Regions from separate parts of the Capra hircus genome. Here region 1 is linked to region 2. A link is a contact called in public Hi-C data. All regions are on one chromosome and are shown on one strand. The core of a region is the stretch at or near the end of the contact, and the rest is flanking DNA. Distances in the headings are between cores, read along the strand shown.

Region 1 (2,873 bases), core at 179-2,678, 84 kb before region 2:
TACATGCAGCTATTTTTCAAATACTACAGCACAGCCTGTAGTTGCTTGAATCCTCAGATGCAGAGGAACCACGGGTATGGCTGTTTAAGTTAAAGGTAGATTAACCCTTGTATTTTTCAAGTGTCAACTGTACTTTAAAGTTTTTTTTTAACCCTTCGTTTGATTCAGGGGGCTATCTGTCCCTTCTTTCCAAAAATCATTCATATCTTGCCTTTATGACTCATCTCTTGACACTATCACTGTTATTAACTTGATCTTAGAAACTTCAGAGGAAAGAAGCAATCAAAAAGGCTCCCCACAGCCAAGGATGCAGGGGAGCCTGGCAACTCTACAGGTGGTTGGGAGGATGGTGGTGTGAGTGAAAAAGATGTTTTTCTAAAGCTGGGGCTTGATTAGTATTGGAAGTGAGGTTTGAGGAAGGAGAGGGAGAGGCTACAGGAAACCCGAGCTTGGCCGAAAGAGGAACCCGGGCACATATTTGGTTTTCCCCTCCATCCTATGCATCACAAGTCAGTTTCTTTCTTAGTTTGGTTTTCTGTCGGGTTGACTGTTCCTGCTTCTCCTGTGCTAGGCGCCCCTAGCCAAATCCAAACCCGTCCCCTCCGTCCAGGGTTGTATCTCTGAATTGAGAAGGGTGTGAGAGATGAAGGGAAGAAACACCTCATATTAAGAAAGCTGGGCAGCTTGATCTCAATCAGAGGCTGATAGGCATGAGAAGCCAGGGCCAGGGTCAGGGAGGATTTTAATTGCACAAATCTTCCTTGGGGCTGGGATAAACTTCACTTCTGTGTGCGTGGACAGGTGGCATGGCTCCCTCATCTCTAGAGTTGAGCAGCTGAAATTTCACCCTCAGATTGAAAACTTGGAATGGGACATGAGAGGCCCCCTCCCCCTCTAAATTTAGGAGCCCAAACACATGGTTGGGAGCAGCAGGTTATTCCTCACCACACCTCAGAGGGTGTGTGTGGGTCAAATGGTCAAACTGAGCCTTCATGACCCTCTCTTCATCCAGGTGAAAGCTTCTTAATATTGCTGTAGGGGTCACCTGCTCCTCACACCTGAGGCAGTTTAGGGCTCAGAGACAGACGGCGGGGAAGGAAGGAAAGGAGGTTGGGAAATAAGGGCGGTAGGAGGGTCAGGCAGCAGCAAGAGCAACGAATTCGATTCTGTTTTTGTTTTCTTTTTTGACTGAGGTAAATAAAAAAGCTTTTATCCTGCAACACTTGGAGATAAGAATCTGTCCACCCCCATGAGTTCCAGACTCTGGCACCGGCCTTCACATCAGGCTCTTCCGGTACTGACTGTGCTGGGTGGTCTGTCTGAGGTGGGAGTCGGGGGTCTGCAGGTCCATCTGTCTGTACAGGTCCCTCAGCTCCCTGACCTCCTGCAGCACCCTCTTCGCCTGGCTCCAATTCGACGATGCCTCTCCCAGCAGCCGCTCTGTCTCCAGCAACAGCTGCTCTGACTCAGAATCGGGAGGAGACCGAGGGGGCTCCTTGGCCTTTCGCTTCCCGTCTCCCAGTCCCTGAACCTCTGCCAGCAGCTCCTGAGTCTTCTCCAGTTTCCTGGCTACCAGGTCCTGGATTCGGGACAGCTGCCCCGGGGGGTGTGGGATGGGGGTTGGGGCGTCCTCGGACCGTCGTTGGAGGGTGTGGGCTGGCGCAGCGTCCCGCTGAGACAAGATCTCCTCCAGGGAGGCACAACGGCTTTTTTCTGTGGCGGTCAACTTCTTGGGTGCCTGTGGGGTGTAGGTGGCCCCCTTGTCTGGCTTTTCCCAAAGTCGGGGAAGGCCGCTTGCCCGGTCCGAGGAGGGCTGGATACGGTCTGAGTCTGCTCTCCGCCGGCTGCCTGCTAGCTGGGCCACAGACTTATCCAGGTCGACCCGGAAGCTCTCAGCACAGGAGGTTGGCTCCTCAGGGGAAGGGTCTTCCTCCTGGATCAGGTCCAAGGTCAGCATCCCATCTGAGGTAGAGGTTGAAGCCTGGGGAGGGAGAGGACGGGAAGGAAGTGGGTAGATTGTCATCCATGAGCATTTCAGGACTGACTGCCTGAAAGAGAAGCAAGCTGTGGTCATTTCACTCCTCAACGTGCCTTCCCTGAATGAGAAGCCTTTGATGGTGATTTAAACATAATTCTTTCATTTTTCTGTGATTTAAAGTAATTTCTCTTGTTGCCCATATTTTCCACTTGACCACGAGCTTCCCGAACAGTGTCTTCTCCTTCCGTGTTGTGGACTCGCAGCATCAACTGGGTCTGACACACATAGGATGCCTGGCATGGCAGGGCAACTTTTCTTTTCTTCTGTATCCTCTGAGCCACACACTTCAAACCCCTCTGCTATTTGGACCTCAGAACACCTTGCCTTTAAATAAAACTTGTTCTATTTCCAGAATACTGTAATTTTTTGCAGGGTAAAATACTGTAATTTTTTAAAAGATAAAAAAATACTTAAATTATTCAACACCTCACATGTATTGATACATATGTTATTTCAATCATTCCTCACAGTGGCCCTTCACCCGGGCACGATTATGGCCCCACTTTACAGCTGGAGGTGGGCAGCTTCAGCAAAGCTGATTCCAACCCAGCTTTGTCTGATTGCAAAGCCCTCACTCTTTCTACTATACCTGAGTGCCTCATTCCCTAGAGACTTTGAGCTCGGACAAGTGAAAGAAAATCCTTGTTCCTCTAAATGCCTGCAATACGTAATGCTCTTACCTATCAGGATAACTAGCCACCAGACATCAGCTTACATTGCCTCGTAGTATTCATCTTTTCTATTTCTCACATTCCTTGTGAGTGTATCTCATTTTCCTCAAAGGAAGCTAAATCTATTAAAGCATCCGTGTGTGCTAAGTCGCTTCAGTCACGTC
Region 2 (2,944 bases), core at 372-2,871:
CAGGCTTCTCCGTCCATGGGATTTTCCAGGCAAGAGTACTGGAGTGGGGTGCCATTGCCTTCTCCGACAGAAGGCTAAAGAACCTTTAATTAGGAGAAAAGAACAAACAGAGGGCAGGAGAGAGCATGTTGAAGGATCATACAAAGGCCTATTTGGCTGTAGTGGAGGAGCAGAGACAGGACACCGAGAAGGAATACCTAAGGGCAGACCAGGCCAGCTAGAGGGCTCTGAGGGCTACTAAATACGTCAGGGAAGTAAAATTAAGCCATTAAAGATTCCTGAACATCGATATGAATAAAATGATAAAGACTCAAAACACTGACATAAGTATGTAACATTAAATGGTAATGGTGTTCAGTGTGATAGGTGTGGAGTTTCATTCAGTTAAGGAGATGTGGGTCTCAGGGCAGTTAGCAGCATTGCAAGTAGCTGAGAACCTACAAAACATCTTGAAGGAAATCTAGCTGTGAGAAGTGACTGAGATATGGAAAGTGGGAAAGTCATGGTTATAACTGAGAAGCCAGTATAATTATGATGCCACAAACAATGATAACAGAAATTTATTTTGTCTTCATAACACTTCTGGATCATAGTGTGCTGTATTTGCCTAAGCAGATGGCAGCTGTTTATGTAGTACCTTGGTAGGGCGAAGAAAACAAATCGCTTTCAGATGTTTCATGATCTCTCGATTTTGAGAATCAATGCGTTCAAAAAGGTACACTTCCTTCTGGAGAATTTCTGATTGTGTGTATACCATACTCACTATGCCAGTCTGTAAAGAAAAAAATTAACTAATTTTATGCGAGTCCAGAATAATAAAAACAAGCAGCAATACCTAAGACTTAAAAAAATTTTTTTTTCATTAATACTACTTACTGGGATAACTTAAATACTAGCATATGTAATAACATTTACTGAGCATCTAAAATAGTAAGTAATGTACCAAAATGAAATGCTCTCTCTGAACACGGACAAACCATAAATTGACAAAAATTTTCACACCACCAAAGAGTTTTTTTTTTTAAATTTCGTGACTGATAAATAATAACCTGTCATCTCAGTGTGAGCTTTAATAGCTTTACTTTAAAAACACAACGCTGAGTGGAAACAACAGGGCAATCCCAAAGTCTTCCCAGTGGTCTGTCTTATACATCATTTCTTGGCACAGGCATTTAGAAAAAGATTTCTGATTTCAATCGTTTTGGGTACAAGAAGACTCTCTGGCAGTGGTTAGAATCATTCAGAGTGAAAACCATCTAGGCAAGCTTTATAAAGCCTTTCAGTTCCATACTAAACTTACAAATCTTTAATTAAATGCTAAACCCTACACTGGAATGGGACCAGCTATTGCAAGGGAGGAGGGTTCCCCCCCAAAACACTGAGCAAAAGCAAACTCACCGTCTCTTTATCCATGAGAAGTACTTTCATGCCAGGTCCGCTGTCCTCTATCATTTTGGAAATGTATTGCTTTACAGCAAAAACCACGTTCATGGTGGCGAACTGACAGGTTAGCCCTATAGCTCTTCCCACCCTCTGTTTTTCTTTCTAAATCAACCCCCGTTCTTTTGGCCGGGTCTCAGCAACTTCCTCCCCGGCCAGCTCTGGCTTCCGGAAGTCCGGGCAGCAGTGGTCTCGGGAGTTGTAGTTCCGCTACGCGGTCCGGGGAACCCAGCCTCCCGACTGGATGGACGAATTCAGCAGAGACACCCCGCCAATCCCGGACGTGATTCTGATCCACCTCCAGCCTCGATGCTCAGACCCCTCCCCGTCCTTAGCCTCGAGGCGTGGCCGCGGCTTGCCACCCCTCCTGCCGGCCTGGGGAGAAGGTGGCGCCTCGCTGTGTGGAGGAACTTGGTATACGGCTGGCTCGGATGCACGCACGGCAGAGCTTCGACGTGGTAGCTTTTTGCCATTAACGCTTTCTTGGGTGGTAGTGAAGGATGAAGGGAAGGGAGGAGGCCTTATGTTCCCCGCAGATTCACGGCACTTGGAGGGACAGCGTTTGGTAATATCTGCTAAACAGTGCCCTAGATTCGTCTTCCTCGGCTTCTTTGGGTCATTAACAAGGCGAGGACACTGCCCTGCAAAGTGAGGCCCGAAATGGTTTTCCGAAGACTGAGGGGCATCGGAACAACAAACACGTTTGTTGAACAAACGAACAAAAGGAACAGGATATTCTGGGAGAGGTCTCAGATCCCCTAGGAGAGCCTGGAGCTGTGGTCTGCCGCTGGATCTCGCAGGCTGTGCGTCCAACTGAGACAGAAACCTCCCAGTTTTGGGGGCCCTGGGTTTTTAGATTACGTGGGCTTCAACTCGCCCGGGACACCGGGGACCTGTGATGCTGAAACTGCGGGCAGGAGCAGTGAACAGGGTCAAAAATGGGTAGGGATCATATACTTGGTTGGGCTAATGCAGAGAAGCGCTGGGATTTTAAGGAAAAACTCAAAAATTTTATTTAAGAAATGACAAAAACTAAACAACAGAATGAATCTTAAAGCCATCAGCTTCCAAATGTCTGCCTTTGTATTTATACCCTACGCGTCTTCTCTCCATCATGCCGTTTTTCAAAAAGGAGGGTAAATAGTTTTCTGCACCTTTGCGTTGGGGAATTGTAAAATCAGGAACATAACAAGAAACAACTGCAAGAAATCAGTGACTGTAATTGCTTGTAAATATTTCTACCAAAAAAGTAACCAGTGTTTATTGGGCTCACAGTTTAATCAATACATTCAACATCACCAAATCATTCTTTCATTCTATTGTGTAAAGTGTAGAGTTAAAACTACACCGGGAGCACGCTAACATGAATCTGGCTATTAAGTTTATTTTATTAAGCTTTGTGTACAATTTTCAAATCCTTTACAGGAGATCAGAAACCGCTTGAAATACCATAGGTTTTTGTCACCTCTAAAGTTTCCTTCCTTTTCAGTTTTTCTACCGCATA

What was found. A called contact is a pair of places that touch in the nucleus more often than the background predicts.
Region 1: a Hi-C map of blood shows a contact between it and region 2, with 2.5 times the contacts expected there. The contact joins the enhancer-like site here to the promoter of VPS45 in region 2. A contact is called at or near these places in 2 of 5 Hi-C or Micro-C datasets (both in blood).

The regions. Positions count from the first base shown.
Region 1 is chr3:99,691,091-99,693,963 of ARS1.2, reverse strand. The region is part of intron 5 of PLEKHO1 (pleckstrin homology domain-containing family O member 1); the gene reads right to left. Among named protein-coding and RNA genes, the nearest start is that of PLEKHO1, 9.1 kb to the right of the region's middle. Within about 2 kb of position 1,428, at least 2 of the 5 cell types and tissues checked have an H3K27ac peak or open chromatin away from gene starts, as enhancers often do.
Region 2 is chr3:99,606,843-99,609,786 of ARS1.2, reverse strand. VPS45 (vacuolar protein sorting-associated protein 45) reads right to left here and starts at 1,621. Exons shown (of 15, transcript XM_005677696.3): 1 at 1,399-1,621; 2 at 638-772. The coding sequence starts at 1,491.